Linked DNA regions of Sus scrofa: region 2 is linked to region 1. Evidence: chromatin contacts called from public HiChIP or PLAC-seq data. All regions are on one chromosome and are shown on one strand. Each heading gives the region's core, a stretch centred on a gene start, on an enhancer-like site or on the middle of the called end of the contact. The rest is flanking DNA. Distances are from core to core; before and after follow the strand shown. Region 1 has its middle 160 kb from the start of OPA1. Region 2 has its middle 140 kb from the start of HES1.

Region 1 (7,958 bases), core at 2,076-4,575:
CAGGATAAAGGTTCAGGATTGACTGCTGGTGTCATGGAGCAGATGAGGATGAATTTAAACATTAGTCCATAAACTGGAAAATATGGACCTTCAGGGGAAAGAAAAGGTGTAGAAGAGAGGATATAGTAAACTGACATTTGCATTTTTTTTATAAAAGGAAAGGAGTTCCTGCTGTGGCACAGTGGGTTAAGAATCCATTTGTGGGCATTCCCATGGTGGTTAACGAATCCAACTAGGAACCATGAGGTTGCAGGTTCGATCCCTGGCCTCGCTCACTGGGTTAAGGATCCAGCATTGCTGTAAGCTGTGGTGTAGGTCACAGATGCAGCTCGGATCCTTCGTTGCTGTGGCTGTGGTGTAGGCCGGCAGCTGTAGCTCCGATTAGACCCCTAGCCTGGGAACCTCCATATGCCATGGGAGCAGCCCTAGAAAAGACAAAAAAAAAAAAAAAAAAAAAGAATCCATTTGTAGCAGCTTAGGTCTCTGAGGAGGTGTGCGTCTAATCCCTGGCCTCGAACAGTGGGTTGAAGGATGTAGCTTTGTCACAGGTTCAGCATAGGTCACAGCTGTAGCTCAGGTTCAATCCCTGGCCTGGGAACTTCCATACACCATGGATGCAGCCATTACAAAAAGAGAGAGAGTGAGAGAAACAACTATGGATATACAGACACATATTTACTGGTATTATAAGCACAATGGATATATCTGGAGACATCGGTTACTAGAAGAGGGGTAACAGATGGTGGGAAGAAGGGGTAGGAGGGAGAATTTCCACTTTCTGCCTTTTGTCATTTTTAAAATTTTTTTGTTTAATTTTTATTTCTTTTTTTTTTGCTTTTTAGGGCTGCACCTGCTGCCTATGGAGGTTCCCAGGCTAGGGGTCGAATCAGAGCTACAGCTGCTGACCTGAGCCACAGCCACAACAATGCCAGATCCAAGCCGCATCTGTGACCTACACCACAGCTTATTGCAATGCCAGATCCTTAACTCACTGAGCAAGGCCAGGGATTAAACACGAATCCTCCTGGATACTAGTCAGGTTTGTTAACTGCTGAGCCATGAAGGGAACTCCCATTTTGTACTTTTGAATTTTAAACCATGGGAATGTATTATACCTATTTACAAAAAAAAAAAAAAAAAAAAAAGTCACAAGACCTAATGCTTCCTATATTCCAAGTGGCAGGGTTAGTGGCTCAGAGGCCTGGGAGGAGGCGAACAGGAAGAAGAAGGCACTGTCTCCACCATCCTGGCTGATGGTTTGACGCCCGTGGACCTCCGACTGGGCACCTCCTGCTGTCCAGTGCCCTCCTAGGGGCCAAGGCCTTGTGTGTCCAGGAGTCAAGGTTCATGTTAGCTCTTCAAGCAAACAAAACAAAACAAAAAACAAAACAAAACAAAACAAGTACATCAGTTGCTAGCTGGTTGTAATGCCCTCCAAGCCAAGTAACAAGGCTTATGTCTGGGAACGTCTCTGTAGAAGGATGCCGCTCAATCGGAGGGCTTCCCAGAAGCTGGCCAGGGTGGACTGGGGGGCATGAGCTGGGCGTGGGGTGGCAGAGGGGAGGCAGGGAGTGTTGAAGACCTGAGCATATAACCTGGGGAGGAGAGGGCTTTTGGAGCCAGGACCCTGTCTCCAGCGTGTGAAGGGAAGCCGGAGGCCAGGCAAGATGCAAGCCCATGCAGAACATGTGTCCTGAGCAGGCTACACACCTCTTACTCAGAACTGTCTTTCCTCATCCACAAGGGGACGATAACACCTATGACAGCAATATCCCCAGGCTTTTCTTTCTTTCTTTTTTTGTCTTTTTTTTCAGGGCCACACCCACGGCATATGGAGGTTCCCAGACTAGGGTTCTAATCAGAACTGTAGCCGTCAGCCTACGCCAGAGCCACAGTGATGCCAGATCTGAGCTGCACCTGAGACCTACTCCACAACTCACGGCAATGCCAGATCCTTAACCCACTGAGCGAGGCCAGGGATTGAACCCGCAACCTCATGGTTCCTAGTCGGATTTATTTCCACCACGCCACGTCGGGAACTCCTCCCCGGGCTTTTCTGGATGGCGACACAACATACGCAGGATGGCTAGCACCTTGTGGGGACTTTGCAGAGATTCCTGTGTCCCTTCTCTACCACATGAATTTCCTGTCCTGCGTCTCTCCGGTGGGTGAAAGCTGTCAGAAAATGGACTTGGGTTCCTATTAGGCAAGACTTTCCTACAGACGGAACTGTTCCAGGAGACAGCAAATCTCCATAGACAGAGTGGCCATATGGTACTTCCTAGGGAAAATCCAGGAGGCTCTGCCTTTGATGTCTCAAAACTTCCACAAGGAGGTGGGATCGGAAAGCCCTGCACCCTTCCCCACTAGCTCCTCTCTGGTCCTGTCCCTCCTCCAGCCAGCCTGGTCCCAGAAAGGCTCAATTAAGAAGGCATTTCCAGGCCTCTCTGAGGCTGGCACCACCACATTTTTTGCATTCTCTCCTCTGATGCATGTCTCTGTGTGTGTGTGTATCTCACCTACCCCAGGAGTCCTGTGACCCCACCTAAGAGGGAGTTTCTCCTTTGACCTCATTGTTCCAGCTGGTAGAATTTTCTCCAGGCTCTGGAAAGAATTGTCTTTGCTGAGCCCAGACTCTCCAGGACTTGTGAGCATGCCCTGTTCTGGACTCGTGGGGATTCGGGGATGAGTGGGACCTGGCCCCCAGCCTGGGGTAACCACCATCATATGCAAGTGACGTGTACTTGTGCAAGTTGCTCTCACCCTGGGAGAGTTGATTGATGCCCGAGGGCTGGAGCGCCAGAGGCCCAAGGAGGCAGCTAGTGATTAATTCTGACACCAGGCGCACAGGTCAGCCACAGCTTCACACAGTTGGTGAGGTTGAAACTGGGGTTCAGGGATGAGTCAGGGGATTGGGAGTGGGAGGAATGCCCAGGATTTCGAAGCTCTCGTTGGCTTCATTTTTGGTCTGTGAATCCTTTTGTTCTCTTGGGTTTTCACACCAGTGAAAGCATTTCCCTTCCAGGGTGTGACCCGTCCTGGCTTCAGACACCCCTTTGGGTGGAACCTTGCAGGAAGGACTCGTCTGGCCGCCAGAGTTGGACCAGATGCTGCCCCCCGCCCCCGGCCCCGAGAAGCCGCCCCCCCTTCCCTTTTCCTCTCTCCCCTCTAGTGCCCCGTCTGGGGAAACTTATCCAAGTTCCAAATAGTAAATTTAAGTCCTTGGCAGCCCTCCCACAGATGACTCCCAAATTATCCCATTCCAAGCCTGGGGGTGGGGAGGCCAGGAGTTCAGGCCTGAGGATGTGGCTGGTGGTCTGAGAGCTCCGTGCGCCATCTGCTGGCAGAAACCAGTAGCCAGCCTGGAGTGGGAGGCAGGGGAGAGCCTGTTGGTTGGTTGGTTTCATTTTAATTTAATTTTTATTTTATACTGGAGTAGAGATGAGTTACAATGCTGTGTTAGTTTCAGGGGTACAGCAAAATGCTTCCGTTATACATATACACATACCCATTCTTTTTTGTATTTTTTTTCCCATGGAGGTTATTACCAAATAATGAGTAGAGCTCCTTGTGCTATATAGCAGGTCCTGGTTGATGATCTATTTTATGTATAGTAGTGTGTATATGTTAATGGAAAAATCTGAATTGACCCTTCCCCTCAACGTTTCCCCTTTGGTAACCATAAATTATTTCCTGTGTGGGTGAGTCCATTTCTGTTGTCGCCTTAAAAAAATGCACAGCCTGAACGTTGAGGGTTACGTTCTATTTGGGGCAAAATTCGGGCTTAAGCCCGGGAGACAGCATCTCAGGTAGCCCTGAGAAAACTGCTCCAAGGAAGTGAGTGGGAAGCTAGGATATATAGGATAAAGGTCAAGGGGGAGGTGCCTGCAGCCGTGCACACATTTTCTAAAATTTGCTGCTGGTCTCCTGAAGGTTACCACTAGTCACACCGAACAGACATCACCATGAAGGATTTTAGTGTTTTTCCATCTAGAAAGATAGAGGAGATGCAAGAAGTGGGCTCCTAAAAATATCTAAGTATCTGAAGACCTGTTCTTCCAGTTTTCCCAGAGCACAGAGTACCTTACTCCTGAGCTCCGCTCAGGGGCTGTTGTGGGTCGGCGGCTGCAGTGGCTCGTGACTTAATCCATGTAGACTGTGATGGCAAGTGCCAAACTCCAGTTCACACTGTTTTGTAAATAACTTCATTTGTATCATTTTTTTAGATTCCACCAGCCCTGGTTGCGCATCTCTGACAGAGAAGGCAATGCACCATCTAACTGACAAAGTCAGAAAAGGGAGAAGTAAGGCGCGCGTGTGCATGTGTGCGTGCACGTGTATGTGCCACGTCGGTGCCTGTGTGGATTCCTCCACGGCCACTGCCTGCAGCCAGGCTGTGGGTAATTTGGGAGGTGTGTTGGGATGGCGTGCATGCTTCTGTTATAGTTCCCTAGGGTGAGTCTACGAGTCTGTCTCCAGAGTAAAAAGACAGTAAATAAGAAAGTAATCAGGCCCAGATGTATCCCTCCAAGGGAAGTTTCCAGATGTCCTCTCATTAATCCTCAGTCCAAACCACGGGTGACGTGTGAGACTCCGTTGATTGCCTTTTCAGTCGGGGAGAGTGAGACACACAGCACGATCGGGACCCAGAGTGAGAACACTGGGCTTTACTACAAGCACCCAATGACCTGGTGATAAAGACCTTACAAGTCATTTAGTCCATCCCTGCCGTTTCGCAGAGGAAGAGCCATGAATTCAATGGTGGAGGAGCAAGAGAGAGCGTTCCCAGGAGGTTCCCTTTAAAGTCCTTCTCACCAGGAGTTCTGAGGGAAAAATCCCCAGCCCAGCCCCCTGGGTGTGCCAGGAGGATCCCAGGCAACTGCTCCCCTGCCCCGCCCCACCTCTGCCTCACCTCTTCTCTATTTATATTCCTGAAAGAATTTCCTGACCCGTAAATCTTGAGAGATTTATTATTTCCTGTGGCAGGCATCCCCTTCCTTGGAAAAATGTGGCTTGCCAGTTGCAGATTCAGAACCACAGTGGGGTCACAGCTCCCAAACGGCAGTGGCATTTCTCCTGGAAGCCTTCCATTGTCCCCTGTGGGGCTCCCAAGGACACTACTCACTCTTCCTGGCTTCCAATTAATGCTGCGGGAACAGGTTGGAAGAGCAGCCAAAAGTCCCAGGAGGACTGAAGGGCTTGATTCCCTGGCTCACATCCCCTGGAAGAAGGCGGGGGTGGGTGTGGGGAATGGGGGGTGGGGTGGGAGGGCTGGGATCTTCCTTTTTTCTCTCCAAAACCACTGCCTCCAACTTCAGGTTCTTGTTTCTTTCTTTTTTCTTTTTTTCCTTCACTGTGAGGAGAATCTTCCTAAAACACAGCTCAGCTCCGAATCCTACAGGCAATGCCTCCTTTTTGCATATGATAAGTTTATATATTTTACAGGGTCTTCAACCCCTCCAACACGTGGCTCTCTTACCACCACGTTTCTGCACATGCGCTGAGCTCCAGCCCTGCAGGTCCCTTCCTTGTTTCAGGTCCTCCCCTCCCCAGGCTGTTCTGCAGGGGCACCAGCCTTCAACGGTCACCCCGTGCTTCCTTCAACCTCCTGCCCTTTCTTCTACCTCCAAATGTCGAAATCTTTTCTGTTTTCCAAAAAGTCTATCAAAGGTCACCTTCTCCTGAAAACCTCCAGGGAGCTCCTCCCTCCAAAGTAAACAGAATGTCCCTTGAGGCTCCCCGTATGTGTTGGGTCTGTACCGCTTCAAATTCTCACAGGCTGCTTATTCTGCAGCCCCTCGCCCACACTGGCGGCTCCCCGTCTTAGATTCGGGACACCCAGAGGGCAGGAGCGGCATCTTATTCTTCTCCATCTTTCTCCTCCCTCCCTTCCCCCATCCGGGCAGTAAGGATGCTCTCCGAGGAACTCGTAAGTGGTATTCAGACGATTCACTATTTGGACTTTTCCAACCTCTGTGCTCCTTCCCCAAAGGACACATTAGCTCCAAGGAGCAACGTACTTAGAGAAAACAGACCCCATTTTCACCTCCATCATCCTCAGAGAAGAGCATGGCCCCAAGCCCCAGTGGGTGTGCAGGCAGCAGCTGTGGGCTGGAAGCCCCAGCTCCTGGCACTTCGGCTCCAGACTCAGAATCCACTGGGAAACCTCATTTTGGAGCAGAGGACCTCCCCGGAGAAAGTAACCCGAGCTCTCAGGATTCATACCTGGAGAGTTCCAGAAGGCAGTCTCAACCTGTTGCATCCTCCGTAGGCGACCGGGGAGGGAAGGTATTTTTATAGCACTGGTCTAGAGATGCGAGTCGACAGCCAGGTTCTGGCCCCAGCTTTGCTGTAACCAGCTCTCAGACCTGAAGCAAGATCCTTGCGTGTCTGCATAACACGGGGGCTGACCTGGATCATCCTTTAATGTCTTTGCCAGACTGGCACTCAGGAGTCATAGGGATACAGCCCAGGTAAGTGGCTCTTCATTCACAAACCTTCACAGGTTTTGTCTTCAGGTTTTGAAGTGAAGTTGTTTTGAGCTGATACCAAACAGTTGGGGTCATCCCAAGTTTTCACGAAGAAGCTCCAGAATCTTTTATGAAGAGTTCATAAGCATGAACTTAGTTCCTGGCCTCTTGAGATGAGATAGTTGCCATTGTATACATGTGAAAACCGAGATGGGAAAAGAGTACATATATTCAAAGCCAAGATTTTATTTCTCCCAAATAATTTCAGAATATTTTTTTACATTCTAAGAGTGATCCACATTCATCATGAGTAAATATTGGAAACATAGGAAAGTGTAAAGAAGAAAACAAAAATCCCCTAGAATCCTACCCCTGACCCAGGGATCTCTATGAACATATTGATGTGGATCCTTCTAGACCTTTGTCGAGACACATTTACAGACATATTTTTGCAAAACTAGTATCACATGAAAATTCCTGTTTAGAACCCTAGAGTTTTGCATAGCAAAATACTACGAGCATTTTTTTCCCATGCCTACGATATTCTGTGGTGTTGTTTTTAATGCTTTTATGGTTTCCCATCATATAAAATTCTATCATTTATTTAACTAATCCCTGATGATCTCATAAATGCCCTTACTTTCATGAATTTGATTTTTTGGGTTTTGTTTGTTTGTTTTGTTTTTGTTTTTGATTTTTTTTTTTTTTGGTCTTTTTAGGGCCCCACCTGTGGCATATGGAGGTTCCTGGCCTAGGGGTTGAATCGGAGCTGCAGCTGCTGGCCTGCACCACAGCCACAGCAACAAAGGGTTCAAGCTGCATCTGCAACCTACATTACAGCTCACAGCGATGCCAGATCCTTAACCCACTGAGCAAGGCCAGGGATTGAACCTTCATTCTCATAGATACTAGTCAAATTCGTTTCCCCTAAGCCGTGACGGGAACTCCTGAATTTGTCTTATTATTCTGGTTTATTTTCCTCACAATAGAATTGCTGAGCCAAAAATATGGACTCTCTGAAGATTTCTGGTATTTCTTTCTTTTCTTTCCTTTTTGGCTGTGCCCAAGGTATGCAGAAAGTTCCCGAGCCAGGGCTGGAACCCGTGCCATAGCAGCAACCCAAGCCACAGCAGTGACAACACCAGGTCCTTAACCCACTAGGCCACCAGGGAACTCTGGATTTCAGATATTTCAAAACTCTTCTCCTGAACTGACCCCCTTGCCATGGCCCCATCACCCGGCCTGCCTCCAGCATTCCCAACTTGCTGAATGATGGGATGTCAAAACCGGAAGGGACCTTAGGCATGAAGATTTATGGCTCGTTTAACAGATGGGAAAGCAGAGGTCCGCAAAGGGCAAGTGTCTTTCTGCAGCGAGTTAGAGGCAGAGTCGGAACATGGTCCTGGCTCCCTACCCAGCGAGCTTCCCCATGTCCCCCTGCCTCCCTTGGAACCTCAACCTTGAAATACACCGGCTCAGGGCACGCTT
Region 2 (7,958 bases), core at 2,607-5,106, 220 kb before region 1:
TTCGAGAGGGAGGAGGAGTGCAGCTTCCCTGAACCTAGTTAGTGGTCTGTAATGAACTGTCAGGATCCTGGAAGTTCCCTAAATTGTAGGTAACACTGTGTGAAAGTATATGTCCAGTGCATGCGTATTTTCTGGGGCCAGGAATCATAGCTTACATCTGCTTCTCAAAGCATCTGTGAATCCAGGAAAAGATTAGGGACCGTGGACTCTAATCCATGCTCCAAATGGACCAGCTCGAATATATTAGCTAACTTCATCAAAAGCCTATTCCCTAAAGCCTAGTTTCGTTTCCATGAGTTAATTTCTCTAATATTACAACCTACTTCGGGAGAAAGGAAGACTCTGGAAAGTTATACTGACTCTCAAAGCCAGGAGGCTATCCTTTGGTGCATTCCTACCGCAGCAATTATTACCCTTTGAATGCCTGCAAATCTAGCTTCAGCCTTCCCTTTGGTCTCCGTGGGGACTCATTACGTTTCTAATAGGCAAGTACGAAGACTTACAGCTCTGGCTTACCGGAAGAGTTTGTTTCGGGAATTCCACAGACAGGGCGGCTTCTGTCTTGTAAGGAAATTTACATCCCACAAAGCAGAATAGGGAAGGACTCTGGCAGATGATGGTAATAGGACTGCATCAATATTACATGTCTGTCAGGCAAAGAACCAATATGTTTTAATAGCACAGGTTATTTGTTCTCCTTTGTGAAGCTGGTTGGAGGGGAATAGTATTTCCATCTTACAGATAAGGAAAGATGGGGTCAATATTTTATTAGCCTCTTGGAACAGAGATTTTTTGGGGGGGGGGCTTTTTTTAGGGCTGCACCCTCGGCACATGGAGGTTCCCAGGCTTGGGGTCCAACTGGAGCTGTAGCCACCAGCCTACACCACAGCCACAGCAATGCAGGATCCAGGCCGTGTCTGTGAACCACACCACAGCTCACAGCAACGCAGGATTCTTAACCCCACTGATGGAGGCCAGGGATCGAAATCGCAACCTCATGGCTCCTAGTTGGGTTCGTTGAGACATGAAGGGAACTCTGGAGCAGAGATTCTTAGCAGGGTCCTTGGATGGGACTTCAAGGGTCTGTGAACCCCTGACATGATCTGCAGGGACAAGTATGAATGTGATTTGGAGAGGGGAGGAAAGAGGGAGGAGCATGAGATTTCATCAAATTCTACAAAGTTTTGGAGTTCCTTTCATGGCTCAGCAGCTAAAGAATCTGACTAGCATCCATGAGGAGGTAGGTTCGATTCCTGGCCTCGCTCAGTGAGCTAAGGATCCGGAGTTGCTGTGAGCTGTGGTGTAGTTTGCAGACATGACTCAGATCCTGTGTTGCTGTGGCTCTGGTGTAGGCCGGCGGCTACAGCTCTGATTGGACCCCAAGCCTGGGAACCTCCATATGCCGAGGGTACAGCCCTAAAAAAAAAAAAATTGTACAAAGTTCTGTGATTGCAAAAGATTCAAAACCACTATCCTAGAGCTTCTATTCTTGTAAAATAATTGGCAGATGAGCCTGATTTTAGGAAGCTTATCCCCTATTTTTTTTAAGTGAGTTTCCCCCCGCCCCCAGTTGGTGACGCCCACAAGAGCAAACAAACTAGAAAGCATGAGCAACTGTAGAGGAGTCGCATTTAGATATTTCCCTTACCTACCTCTCTTCTGGAAAATTTAAAATCTTACTTCTACCTATGATTGTCCCATGTGTGTTAGAGTCCCAGTATGACAGGGTGGAAAGAAATCTTAAAAATCATCAGGACCCATGGATGGGGAACACTGAGGCTTGAAACTGAAGCTTGATCACACTCACGTAATACATCAGTGATCGAGGGAGTGTTGATTCCTTTCTGAGAAATAGCCCCCATCTCGGTTGGGGAGCCTCTTGCCAATATTTTCAAACAAATGCCAATTCAGTATGACTCATTTTTCTTGACATTATGCAAATGAAGGAAGTGAAACTGAGTGGCCTTCTGTCCAGAGAGCAGGAAGTAAAGCCTGTTTGGGGGCCACACGGTCCCCTGGGACACGTTGTAGTGTCAGGAAGGCGTTCTGGAAGAAGCAGGCCTTTGTCCATTTTTCCTTTTCATGAGTGAGCCTCTCCTCTTGGCCACGGCTGGAGGGATGGCCACCCTAACCACCCGCCCCCCCCCCCCCCGAATCTCCTCAGGACGCTTTCTCCAGAGCTGCCCTCAGAAAGTTCTTTCCTCCCCAGTCTTACTTCCCATGGAGGGAGACACTGACTTTTCCGACTAAATGTTCTGAGCCGAACAGTCCCTCCCATGAGGAGCAGAACATTCCAAAAGAAACAGCTTAGATCTGGGGACCAGAGAGGCAGTGGGCTGATGCTGTTGGAATATGCTGGGTTTGCTCTAGAAAGACATTCAAATGTCTTTCTGCCTCACAGGCAGACTCCATTTTGGCTGAGGGGTCCTCGGACCTCCCTAACCTCCTTGAGCAAGGAGTTAAGTCTGGTGTTCAGCTCACTAAGAAGGGGTCAGTCACAGAAACTACCCCTGATGTCTTCTAAGGGGACAAAACAGTGTTTCTTCAGGGGGACCTGTGATAAGACACCTCAGAAATGTGATTCATAAGAAGGATGCTATTTTCTACAAACTAGGAAAGTTGGAGGACCTCTTAATGTATATTATTCACTCAGACAGACAGATGATGAAACCAGCAAGGGGCGGCTGCCTAGGGCCCAGAGCCAGGAGGTAGCAGAGCTGGACAAGAGACCTGGTCTTGTGACTGAGCCATGTGCTTCAGCTGCTCTGCACACCCTATCTTTCTGTCTTTGTTCATACTCAGGGAGTCTGCTGTCAAACTTCCATCTCCAAATTGTATTGTGGGTTAATGTGCACCACCCCCCACACTCAACCACCCCCGCCCCACTACACCCCCCCCCACCAACAGCCCCCACCCCCACCCCCCTGCAGCAAAATTTCAAGAACTTAAGAATGCAGATCAAAAGATCTGTGCCAACGGCATGTAAGGGACTTTTGAACACACTTTCACTGACGTGCAGGAGGCACCCTCGCTTCCTCTGCAGGCAGGACACTGCACAGACCCTAGTCCCCTGACCTCTAAATTCTTTGGGTGCCGGCCCAGCCTCGAATCCAGAGCCCCTCCTAGGACTTGGCCGAAGCCAGCTATGCATCCACACATGCGCGCGCCCAAGTCCACTTTTGTGGGAACCTGTTCTCATCACCTGCCACCAGAGACTTCAAGTCTCGCCTCTCCACTCCCGGTCCCGGCTCCAGCCCACCCGAAGTTGTGCAGGAGCCCAAGGGGATTTGTGCAAACAGGCACTGGCCCCAGTCGGAGCCAGGACCGAGGAGTTTGACCTGAGGCAAGAGGATAACCCAGGGCAACACACTTAACTCCCCGGACGAGGAGGGGTGGCCTGGTAGCCAGAAAGAAAACTCCTGTGCTTTTTTTTTTTTTTTAATTGAATCCATAAAACAAAAGGTGAGGGGGTTCTGGGGAGGGGAGGAACGCCTGATGATTTATGGCGCTGGTCTGGAGAGGAGGAGAGCCGGCAACTCTTTCCAAGTCGGCGGGCGGCGTGTGATTCATTTCCCCGGGGGCGGCGGGGCCGGCCGGGCGGGCGGGCGCAGGCAGCCTGGGGCCGCCGCACACCCCGCGCTCGTTTATTTACGGTGCTTTATCAGCGGCTGCGCGCGGCGATAAAGTTTATGAAAAGAGGCGGCGGCTCCGGCCGGCGGGCCGGCCTGTGCTCCTTTCCCACACTGATTAGGATCGGGCAGGGGTTTGGAAGCTGCAGTTAAGGATCGGGCGCCCGGAGCCGCGTCTCCCCCTTCCTGCCCCGCCCGCGCGCCCGCCGGCTGCCCGGCTGTTGCCCCGCGTGGGAGCCGAGGTCAGGGTTGCGGCCGCGGCCGTTCCTTGGCGGGGGAGGGCAGGACCGCCCCGCGGGGGAGGGAAAGGGAGCGCCCGGGGCCGCTGGCGAGGCCGAGAAAACTACTGTTGGAATGAATTTCTATTCGCACTGTCCCCGTGTCGAGATGGAAAAAGGGTGATAGGGATTTTTCTCTTCTGAAGGTGTGGCGGATTCTCATCCCGCCATTGACGTTTCTAAGCTCCTCGCCATCCATCTCTCGTCTCTCTTTGCATCTGGGCTTGACTCAATTTTTTTTTTTCCCTTTTCATGACCCTATTTTGTTCGTCCCTTGCGAAGGTAGTAATTGTACACCTCTTGCAGGACACCTCTAAGTATGAGGAGAGAGAGAAGCAGAGAGACAGGATGAGAGACTGGTTCAGAGATTAAGAGCCGTGTCCCTGACCCTCAAGATTCTCAAGGTCACAAGCACAGACCGTCCTGAAAGAGTTAGCAGGGCCGGGGGTGGGGAGGCTCGAAGTAGCAGACAATTAAAGCAGGCCACTAAGGCAGGGCTGCTTTAATGCCTTGGGGCATTACCTTGTTTAATCCTCTGGGAGGTTTTTGGAGGGAGGTCCCTGTACAATCATATTTTACAGATCGTAAAAGGAAGGTCCACAGAGGGCCAGTGACTTGCTTGAGACAACTCGGAAGTCAATGACTGAGCTGGGATTTGAACCCAGGCAGAAAGGTGCCAGAGCCTAGGTACCTGACTTCTGAGTTTCCCTGATGTTCTAGAACTGACAGGGAGCAGTGAGAGTGCAGTAGCCAGGACAGCCAGTCCTGCCTGGAAAAGACAGAGTGTCTTGTCCTGGGAAGGAGAGTGATGAGGGCTGGGGCTTGAAGAGTAGTTTTCATAAGACAGACTGGATAGCGAGAGGAAGGCACATTTAAACAGAAAGAACCTCTACAGGCAGTCCCAGGTACTCCAGGCCCAGCTCCTTTCACCTTCCGTTTTGTGTTCTTTCTCTAAGGAACGGGAGAGCAGCAGTGCAGAACCTCTATACTATGTGAAAACAAGGTCACCTTCCCAGGCCATTTCCTTGATCTGGAAAGTTCTATCTGCAGCTGCTGAAATCCTGCCAGCACTCAAGTCTTAACAGTGTCATCCCCTCCTGAAAGCTTCCTGGACTGCTCCTTATCTCACTGCCAATGACTAAAAGCAATCCTTCCTCCTCCTCTCCTCTCTCACTCTTGCTTGTACTCAGTAAAGCGCTTGGATTTGGGCTCCCTCTGTCTTTCCTACTAAAACGTGAGCTCCCAGGAGTTTCTGCTGTGGCACAGTGGAAATGAATCCCACTAGTAACCATGAGTTTGTGGGTTTGATCCCTGGCCTTGCTCAGTGGGTTAAGGATCCGGCATTGCTGTGAGCTGGGGTATAGGGCTCAGACACTGCTCGGATCCTGCGTTGCTGTGGCTGTGGTGTAAGCCAGCAGCCGTAGCTCCGACTTGACCCCTAGCCTGGGAACCTCCATATACCGCAAGTGTGGCCCTAAAAAACAACAAAAAAATTAAACTGTGAGCTCCTCGAAGGCACTGGGCTACTCCTTCCTCTTGTCACCCACTTCTGCCTCAGGCCTGGTTTAATATCCTGCACACAGTTTTTTAATAACTGCATTTGATGAATACATGGAGAGAGAAAGCTTCTGATCTTATAGGTGTCTCATTTACCCCTCGATGGATTTCATAATCAAGCAAGCTAAAAATGAAGATGGTATGTTATCCCCACCAGAGAAGATCTGGACTGACTTTGCCAAAAGAACACAAAGGCAAAGTCATCCAAGCCTGGAGTCCCTTAAAATCCCTCCAGAGGAGAAGTAGGATTAGTCCTCGGGCCCAGGCGTAGCTGGAAGTCTTGTTGCCCCAGTTATGGGGATAGGGCTGTGAGGGACAAGAGCCAGGCACTTCATTGTGTAATCCATATTGATTTCAGTGAGGCTTTCCATAGGGCCAATGGCATGGTGGTGGACATTTGATTCCAAAGGGTAAGGCATCAACTACAGGTACCTGTCAGCACCACTGCTAAGGGGGTCAGGACTGTGTCTTGTTCTTTGTTGAATTTTTGTTTGTTTAGGACTAGTTTTTAAGAATTTAACTGGAAAAGTAATACATGACTCGAACTTGAAGTGATTCAGAAGTACATAATGAAAATTCTGCCACCACCATAGACTCTTCAACTCACCATCACCTTCTCCAGGGGTTGCCATCATTAAGAGATGTTATGTACACACATATACAATAGTTTTGTATTTTTTTATGATGACTTAATGAGGCTATTATGGGCAGACTCAGGGCATTTGCAGGTGAGGGTAATGTTGTTATGGCTATTGATGCTTTGGGAGAGAAGGTTAATGTTCATTGACTTTGACAGCTGAAGAACTCATCTTACACCTTCTGAGTGATGTTGTAAGAAAAACTGTGTAGTAGCCATACCTGAATATCTCAAATACTGTATGGAAGAAGACTGATGGGAGTCTTCTTTATCCATGGGAGTGGAAGACGGATCCAAGGAGGCATGGTTGGCCACTGAGCAGGAAATGTTAGGCCATCTTAGCAACTACCAGTATGCTGTCAATCCTCAGGCATCATAAGGGGTATAACTGATGGATATCAGCAAATTATTTACAGGGTAGATTCTCATGAAAGTATCTAAAAATGCCCTATACTTTGTACTGTGCTATACACATAAGAGGGAGAGCCACAGAAGTAAATAAGGTAACTTATAATTAAATAAGGAGGACCAAAATGCACTCATATGATATTAAGATAAAGGGTGCTCTGAAGTTCCCTGGTGGCTCAACAGGTTAAGGATCCAGTGTTGTCATTGCTGTGGCTCAGGTTGCTGCCATGGTGGAGGTTTGATTCCTGGCCTGGGAATTTTGGTGTGGGGGTGGGGGGGAAGTATGCCTTTAAAAGACTGGCTGACAGAACTGGCATCATTTAATCTAGAGAAGAAAAGGACAAAAAGTGACTCAACTATTTAAGTGCCTGGTAAAGTAAGCTGAGTGCCCCAAACCTCACCACCTGAATGTGACTTCTTAGTGTGGCACTATACCCTGAGTGCCTAGAGCAAGGGACCCTCTGCACAGCCTCTCCAAGTTGTCCCAGGAGCCCCAAGACAACATGCAACTGCTGGCCATCCCTAGGCACTCCGGAGCCACAGTGCTGGGGAATGACGAAGAAGGTTCTTTGACCCACTCCCTTCCATGGGATGTTGTAGCGCCTTGGCTGCAAAGTTCTACTGTCTGCTCTCTGGTTTCCTGCAAAACTCCAACAAAATAGTCTTTTCCATTTTTCCTTATGGTTCTTCTGCTCTTGATAAAACTTAAATATGCACCAAAAGCATGTTTAGCCAGGGGATACTCAGAATAAATTCCCTCCAGTGGACGAAACTGACCTCCTGGGTCAATCCAGCCCCTCAGGCTCCTTTGTCCTAGAACATGCACCTTCCCAGGAGGCCCCTCGCTCCCTCACACATTTATCAGATGGGCTGGGACACATTGGGCTCCAGCTCAGGTGCAGGCTAGGACCTAGGTTCCCTCTAATAATAACTTGCTAGTGCTTGGTTGTTTGGATGTAAGATTCTGAGAAATTGTTCTTTTAAGAAGGCCAAACAAGAGGCTGTGGATAGGAGTTCCTGTTGCGGAGCAGCAGAAATGAATCTGACTAGGAACCATGAGGTTGTGGGTTCGATCCCTGGCCTTGCTCAGTGGGTAAAGTATCCGGCATTGCCGTGAGCTGTGGTGTAGGTCGTAGACGCGGCTGGGATCCCACGTTGCTGCGGCTGGCAGCTAAGAGGCTACAGCTCCAATTCGACCGTAGCCTGGGAACCTCCATATGCCGTGGGTGTGACTCTAAAAAGAAAAAAAGGGGGGGGGTTGTGGATAAAAATGATAGCAAAAAAGAAAGGTTTTAGAGAGGGCAAAAAGGAGGCTTTCTTATACCAGGATGATAGGAAGGAAATTATGCTGATCTCCCTGAGGAAAAGTTTGTTGTCTTTCTTCAGTGGTCCAGGAATAGAAGTCCCAGATCTTTCCAAGCCAAGCCCTTGGTATTCCTGAGGTGGATT

The links. HiChIP or PLAC-seq counts read pairs in DNA pulled down with a chosen protein or histone mark.
Region 2: a contact with region 1 is called in an H3K27ac HiChIP or PLAC-seq map of skeletal muscle, with 5 times the contacts expected there. The contact joins two enhancer-like sites. A contact is called at or near these places in 5 of 47 Hi-C or Micro-C datasets (embryonic fibroblasts, fetal skeletal muscle and liver) and 1 of 2 datasets of contacts at active chromatin or transcription factors (skeletal muscle).

The regions. Positions count from the first base shown.
Region 1 is chr13:130,779,013-130,786,970 of Sscrofa11.1, reverse strand. No RefSeq gene overlaps it. Among named protein-coding and RNA genes, the nearest start is that of OPA1, 160 kb to the right of the region's middle. Within about 2 kb of position 3,325, at least 24 of the 83 cell types and tissues checked have an H3K27ac peak or open chromatin away from gene starts, as enhancers often do. A contact at or near this core is called in skeletal muscle, where this site is marked.
Region 2 is chr13:130,996,504-131,004,461 of Sscrofa11.1, reverse strand. No RefSeq gene overlaps it. Among named protein-coding and RNA genes, the nearest start is that of HES1, 140 kb to the left of the region's middle. Within about 2 kb of position 3,856, at least 43 of the 83 cell types and tissues checked have an H3K27ac peak or open chromatin away from gene starts, as enhancers often do. A contact at or near this core is called in skeletal muscle, where this site is marked.